2 separate regions of the Danio rerio genome follow, and region 2 is linked to region 1. A link is a contact called in public Hi-C data. All regions are on one chromosome and are shown on one strand. The core of a region is the stretch at or near the end of the contact, and the rest is flanking DNA. Distances in the headings are between cores, read along the strand shown. Region 1 overlaps rgs6 (regulator of G protein signaling 6). Region 2 holds the start of rgs6 (regulator of G protein signaling 6).

Region 1 (3,849 bases), core at 432-2,931:
TTTTTAGAGTGAGCCTGACATTGACACCGCATGCTAATTGTTTGCCAATTCCTGAACTGAAGGATTTCCTCTCCTTTTTCCTCAACCTCACTTTCAAATGTGTTCAATTGGCTTTAATTACAATATACTAAGCTACTTACTCTACTGCCAACTTGTAATAATGGATAAACATGGGCAGCTAATTATGTCTCGGCCCCTTTTTCAGATTAACATACATTTTCCTGAATGTTTTTTTTATTTTTTTTATTTTTTGTTTCTTTACTAACACATGTTAACCTGTCACTGTATCTTCCATTAACTTGGGCTCCGCAGCCTGAGACAGAGCAAGGCCGTCGCACATCCCTGGAGAAATTCACTCGCAGTGTGGTGAGTGACACATATTGTCTAGAAAAACTGTCTCACAGAACCAGGCTTTTTGGAAGGTTGTCCAATTTGACCAGAAGAAAAAAAAAAAGTTTTTTTCTTCATTAATATGTAGGGATCTAAAGCATTCCTTCAATGTGGTCAAACATATATATATATATATATATATATATATATATATATATATATATATATATATATATATATATATATAAAATATTGCAATAACATTTCACTATTTTACACTTTGCACTGTATTTTTGATTAAATAAATGCAGCATTGGTGAGAAGGAGAAGCTTATTTTAAAACATTTAAAAATCCTACTGACGACAAACTTTTGACCAGTCGTGTAGATATATATTTTTATTTATATATATTTTTATTACACATCTATGATTTCACCCATCCTATCTCTGTCCAATATGTACGTTTATCAAGACATATCTAAAGTATAAATTAATAATTAAAAATACTGTAATTTTTTTTACACATGTACTGTTCAAATGTTTAGTCCGAGTACAATTGTAATGTTTATAAAACATGTCTCTGACAATTATGTCAATTAAGTGAACTATAATTAAAACAATTAGTAAATTGTTAAGTTAATTAAATTAATTAAAGTATCCAGCATCAAATAAGCATCAAAACAACTTTTCTTTTTTATATATATTCCTATGAAGGCAAGATTAATTTTAGCATCATCACTTCTGGTTTCAGTATCACATGATCATTCAGAATCCATTTTAATGTGCTGATTAGTTGCTCGAGAAACATTTATTATTATGTTATTTTTTTTGTAGAAACCTTTGTAGTAAAAAGGTGTAAAATTGCAGATGCTTTTTTTTGCAGTTTTTCAGGATTTTTTGGCAGATAAAGTAGTAAAGATTTGCTGTTCATTTGTTCTTTCATAACAACTGTCACTTTTGTGTGTCAGTGGTAAATAAAAGAACACATTTTAAGGGGAAAAATTACAATATTGACTCCAAACTTCTGAATGTATGGTATATGAAAAAATGTTGAATTTGCATTGATAGTGGCAATTACTGAAATACAAAACCACAGTATATATTTAACTGGTGCTCTTAAGAAAAACAACAACAATATTTAATAACAGTATAAATGTGTTTCAGGGCAAATCACTGACAAGTAAACGGCTGACAGGCCTCATGCAGTCCTCCTGACGAGTTCTGGCTTCCCACAAAATGTCCACAAACCTGCCCAGAAACTGCAGTTTGTTGGGATGGAATCTCTGTGGCCACGTCGGGTCACGTGTACGGACCACCCTCTCTCCAAAACCCACCCGAACAGCGCACAGCTACCGACTCTAGATGGCAGCATGCAATAAGTCCAGAAAAAAAATCTCCAAACAGCGACCGTGTTGTCTGTGTCTATTAAAAAGACCACACACATGAATGTCAGATGATCTCCCAGTTCCATCTAGAGAAGCATTATACATTTATTTGATACCTGTAACCAAACTACAGCAAGCACAGGACTGACTGTCTGACTGGATTTCCATTTAAAAAAAAAACATTCATCATCAGATCTGAAATTGGTCCGGATAAGTTTCCAGGTGAAGCAAGGATGTGTCTCAAATCTTCAGAGCATTCCAAAGGAGGGACGAAAACGACAAGGGCTTTCAGTGAGTGTCGGTCAAGCTTTGCACAGAACTTTTCATCGAAAAACTGAATACGTCACTGAATATGGAAGAGAAATGGGTTCGGAAAAGCACACGGTTCTTACTCCTGCCATTTGAAGAAAGTCGAATTATTTATTATTGTGCGTCTACAGGCCATGTTATACTTAACCATTAGCGTATGATATTTTGAACTGAGGTGAGGATCATTGACTCTGTTGTATTGAGGAATGAAAGAATATCGAGAAGAATAACAAAGATTGTGGTAGTGTTTTTAGGAGGATTTATTCAGAGCACAGAAGATTGCTTTTGCACAGACTGCAGTAGTGACGAGCACTGGACCCCAGAGATGCCAGTTCTGATTGGTCGGTGTGTTTTCTGAACAGCTTTACAGTAAGATGCCCAAAAAAATAATGATATTTCATTTAGGACCAGCTATGGAGGATCCATTCCAACAGCTAAGAAAAGAAGGCATGATTTGGTAAATAATTGTGACATGATGTGAAGTAATTATGAGATAAAAAGTCAAAATGATGATAATAAGACTGAACATGCAAAGTCAACATTAAAAGATTAAAATAAAAATGATTATATATTACATTATTATAGTATGATATTTGAAAAATTCTTAGATTTTATGATATTCTAACTTAATTTTTCATAATTCTGGCATTTTGTCCTGTTAGGATCTCCTTAACATTTTGTTAGGATTTAAAAAAAAATAAAAAAATATATTAAATATTTAATAAAAAATATGATTTAGCATCTCATTTCTATGAATTTTGTCTCACATATTTGTGAATTATTATTATTATTAGCATTTATAAAAAAAGCTATGAATTAATTGAATTATTTAATTTTAATAATGAATTCAATTCATCTTTATTTCTATAGCGCTTTTACAATGTAGATTGTGTCAAAGATGCTTTACAGAGAAGATTACAGTAAATTGAAACAGTGTCAGTTCAGTTTTCAGAGTTGAAGTTCAGTTTAGCTCAGTTCAGTGTGGTTTAAATTTCACTGCTGAGTGTCCAAACACGATGCGCAGCTCCACAAGTCCCAAACCAAGCAAGCCAGTGGTGACAGCAGTGAGGAACAAACTTCACCAACTGACGAAGTGAAGGAAAAACAACCTCTAGAGAAACCAGACTCAGTTGGGCACGACTATTTCTCCTCTGGCCAGACTTCCTGTGCGGAGCTGTGGTCTAGTTACTGGAGGCTGGAGAACACTGGAAGTCCATCGTGCAGATAATATGTTTATATAATTTGATACATTTAAACTTGGCTTTTAAACTTTAATACTTTATATCTCCTAATTTAAATGATAAATTTGACATTTTTTTATATTTTGTCATAAATTATGACCCACATGTCTCCTAATTTAGACTTTTCATTATAACTTTGACTTTGTTTAAAATAATTAGTTACTAGATCCCTAATTTTTATTTCATAATTATGACTTTGTATCTATTAATTAGCTAATTGTGTCTCATTATTTATCTATATGAATTTATACGTTTCGTCACCTTAAAATTATAAGGTTCTGAAATTGTTGTCAAAATTGAGTTTATCGCATATTCTTATTAAATGACAACTTATTTACATTATGAGATGTTTTTTATAAGTTGTTCATTTTTTAAGACTTTTTATTTAAATGTTACACACATAATGTTTGCTATGGAATGCAAAAACTTTAAAGCTCAAAATCCTTCAGAACGCAGATAGAACCTTATAATTCCAAGGTGACGATTTATAATCGTGAGTATTTGAGTCTTTCATTTTCACATTTTGACATAGGCATGGGCCAGTATAGGATTCTGACAGTATGATAACCTATGATAAATAAAAA
Region 2 (3,849 bases), core at 765-3,264, 130 kb before region 1:
CAGTTGAAAAAACTAACTTTTTTTACAGTTGAAAAAACTAACTTTTAATTTTTTTTTATTTAATATTATTATTATTATTATTTTTAGATTTTTTAACATTTACATCAGTGATGCCCAAACTAAGACCCTCTGGCTAAAGTTGGCCTGTGGTAACCTTTTATATGGCCTACCATCCCATCTGAGATGAGGGGGAAAAGCATGGGAAGTTTTGAGATTCATTCATTCATTCATTCATTTTCAAGTGTTTTTCCAGGGCCGGGTTGCGGGGGCAGCAAAAACCCAAGACTTCCCTCTCCCCAGACACTTCTTTCAGCTCCTTCTGGGGAGATCCCAAGGCATTTTCAGGCCAGCCAAGCGACATATTCCCTCCAGCGTGTCCTGAGTCTTTCCCATGGTCTCCACCCGGTGGGACATGCCTGGAACACCTCCCTAGGTAGGTGTCCTGGAGGCATCCGAAACAGTTGCCCGAGCCACCTCAGCTGACTTTTTCCGATGTGAAGAAGCTGCGACTCTACTTCGACCTCCTGCCGGATGACAGAGCTCCCTACACTATCTAAAAGAGTGCACCCTGCCACCCTGTGAGAGAAACTCATTTCGGCCGCTAGTATCCAAGATATTGTCATTTCAGTCATGACCCAAAGCTCAAGACTATAGGTGAGAGTATTAACCTAAATTGGCTGGTAAATCCAGAGCTTTGCCTTTCAACTCCGCTCCTTTACCACAACGGACTAGTACATCGACCACATTACTGCTGCCACTGCACCAGTCCACCTGTCAATCTCACATTCCATCTCTCCCTCACTCGTCAACAAAACTCCAAGATACTTGAACTCCTCCACCTGGGGTAAGGACCTTCCTCCAACCTGGAGATGGCAGCCTTTTTCTGGTAGAGCACTATGGCCTCGGACCTGGAGGTTCTGATCCTCATCCCAGCCGTGTCGCACTTGGCAGCAAACCGCCCCAGTACATGCCTAAGATCCCTGTTTGAAGAAACCAACTGAACAACATTGTCTGCAAATAACAGAAATGAAATCTTTTGGTCCACAAATTGGACCCCCTCTAGCCCAAGGCTGCTCTTTAAAATTCTCTCCATAAAAATTATGAGCAGAATTGGTGACAGGGCAGCCCTGATGGAGTCCAACATGCACTGGAAACAAGTCTGACTGTTTGTCAATTCAAATTTAATGTAACCCTTTGTCTTATTGTTAAAAGTTAACTGAAATGAAATGTTAAAATTATATGGCATAAATTAATAAGATTTTGTTTAATTGCAAGTACTGTCACCCGACAGTGCAGAGACTTTGGTGAGCAAATCGAGTCAAAGGCTGATTCTGCTTGACTTGTGTGTACAGCATTGAACTCCACTGTTAGAATTGTTTGTTTTTATTGCATTAACTTACAATTTAAAAAGTTATACTGCATTAGTTAACATGATTTGAAATATTTTTTTCTATTTAATTTGACATATGAAATAAATTAGGAAATTACCCATGTCAACTTTAATGTAATATAGTTTGGTATATTTACCTTCGGCCCACAGCTCTCAACAATATTTGGTTTTTGGCCCTTCATTCAAAACACCTGATCTACACAGCAGAAGACCTACAAAAAAAATATATATATTTTTTGCGGAACCAAGACTTTTTGTTTTTCTATAGCATTGCTGGAACTTTTCGTTTTAGTAAATAGTCAAAAAAAAAAACGTTGGGGTTTATATCATTTAATCTTAAACCCTAATCCTAACACCCGCTGTTTTTCTAATTAATTTTAATGTTTTATAGATGTACTAATGAGACAAATACAGGGATTAGAGGGGATTACTCAATTGACTGTAACCACATGACCAAATTTAAATTGATCTGTCTGCAAAAACTCTCTTATCAAACAAATACATGTTTCAGAATAGCTTGCCAGAAATACAGAGGGAGACACTCCACCCCCAAAACCCCCACCCACTGTTATCCTCCCTCCCTGTTTCTGACACTCTCTCACACTCAGCTGCACACATGCCAGGATCCTTCCTCACACTGTACCTGAACACTCCACTCCAGTCCACGCAGCGACCACCCACGCCGGTCTCCAGTGCGCGAGAGAGGCGGACAGAGTGGAAGAAACCCCCCGCTGAGTCTCTTCATCATTTTTTCCTCACCAACACCCCATCATCATCCTCCTCATCCCAGACCCTTCTCGCCAGTTAGATCATGAACCTGCTCTTTTCTGGTTGCTAAGGAGGAGGAAATCGAGCTTCGGGAGTGGACGAGGCGGTACTTACAAAGGTATTGCGCTCTTTCAGTCAGCAGTTGTTTGTGTGTGATTGTGCTGCTGTAAACTTATAGCAATATTCGGACCCGCAGGAGTGATCAATTGTCATGTCCAGTGCTGGATTCGAGTGGCTCCCGAAGTGCTGGTGAGTTTGAAGTGAATCATCCTGTCGCCTCGCGCTCCCTGCTGTGCGCGCGCGTGTCTTTCAGTGACAGGGTTTTTCTGCCTCTATATTCGGCATCGCGCTCTGTGGAGTGCTGTGTGAATTGGGACCGGTGCTCCTGCGGGAATTGCGCTCTGAAAGCAGCTGTTTGTCTTTTTTTTTAAATAGCTGCACATGTTTGTAGTGCAATGCGGCTCTAGAAAATCATGCCCACGCGCAAATTAATAACATTTCTACCTTTAGGTTCGCTGGTGTTGATCACTAACAGCTGTTATGAGCGCGCGCGCCGCTCCTCGTGTGGACGGTGTGGAAAAGCAATCCAGGGTTACTGAAAATAAGTCAGCATATTGTTTAAGAAGAGCAGACGATTGAGTCTTTTATGTTTGTGTATGTGTCTGTGGAACTCGTGCAGTTGATACACAGCAATGGACACCAAATGTGTGTAGGCTATATTTCTTTATATGTTTTGAGCAACTAAGACACTTTCCATTTCTTTAAATTGAGATAAGTCGATGATAAAAACCATCTTAAAATTTTCTAGGAAAGTTTTTGGTGATGTTTTAAGACCATTTGAGTTCATGTTTGTATTTATTGATGGTTTTATTTGGTCGAGTAATGTTTTGTAATGCGTCATTCGCTTACGAGCTCTAATACTAAAACGGGTAGTAAGTAAGCTACTTCTATGTGTTATTGTTTTTAAAAGAAATACATGTAGCTGTATAGAAAGTTGTGTATGTCGACATACCTGCTTTGTTATCTGAATCTAAAAACCAGTCTGTTTTTGTTGACTCCATTTATGACTGGTCGATTAAATCGCTTTCTGAGCTACCAATTAGACGTGTGGAAAGCTGAATTCCTCCCCGGTCAAAGCAAATGACACCTAAGGAACCTTACCGATTTTAAGCCATTAAAAGGGCTAAAGCACTTAGACCTCGTGTAAAATCGCAGGCTATTATACCAGAAAAAATTGTTTACAACCTGTTTTACTGTAGCCAATTGTTTTCTGACATGTTAGAATTGGCGCGAATTGTGACACTTGAGCACAGTGTTGCCAGATATAGGCTAGTTGACTTTTTCCAGCCCAAAAGCTGTCCAAAACCTGCCAAAACGAACAAAACCTTATTAAATTGAAAATAGTCACATTCATATTTTATTTTGTTTGATTTAAATTAATCTAGTTACGTAAACTGTAATAATTTTTACTCATACAGCAACCAACACCAGCCGTCACAGAACCACAAAATAACTGAATCACATCGAAAGACTGTCCCCCTCTCACCCACACACTTTGTGTAGATTACACTACTCATGAAGAGTATGTTTTACCTTCGAAATGGGTTATGAATCCATCCTATTACAGTTTTTTTTATTTATACATAATTAGGTCCTGTTTGTCAATTAGTTCTTGCTGTCAATTATTGAAA

What was found. Hi-C and Micro-C count contacts between places; a contact is called where the count stands out from the background.
Region 2: a contact with region 1 is called in a Hi-C map of hematopoietic stem cells, with 1.7 times the contacts expected there. The contact joins the promoter of rgs6 here to the enhancer-like site in region 1. A contact is called at or near these places in 3 of 18 Hi-C or Micro-C datasets (caudal fin, embryo and hematopoietic stem cells) and 1 of 4 datasets of contacts at active chromatin or transcription factors (caudal fin).

The regions. Positions count from the first base shown.
Region 1 is chr20:31,244,718-31,248,566 of GRCz12tu, reverse strand. rgs6 (regulator of G protein signaling 6) reads left to right here. Exons shown (of 18, transcript NM_001035263.2): 17 at 313-366; 18 at 1,495-3,849. The coding sequence ends at 1,545. Among named protein-coding and RNA genes, the nearest start is that of dpf3, 78 kb to the right of the region's middle. Within about 2 kb of position 1,681, at least 3 of the 62 cell types and tissues checked have an H3K27ac peak or open chromatin away from gene starts, as enhancers often do.
Region 2 is chr20:31,375,538-31,379,386 of GRCz12tu, reverse strand. It overlaps rgs6 (regulator of G protein signaling 6), which reads left to right and starts at 2,014. Exons shown (of 18, transcript NM_001035263.2): 1 at 2,014-2,276. LOC141379283 (a long non-coding RNA gene) reads right to left here and starts at 2,504. Exons shown (of 3, transcript XR_012395806.1): 1 at 2,034-2,504.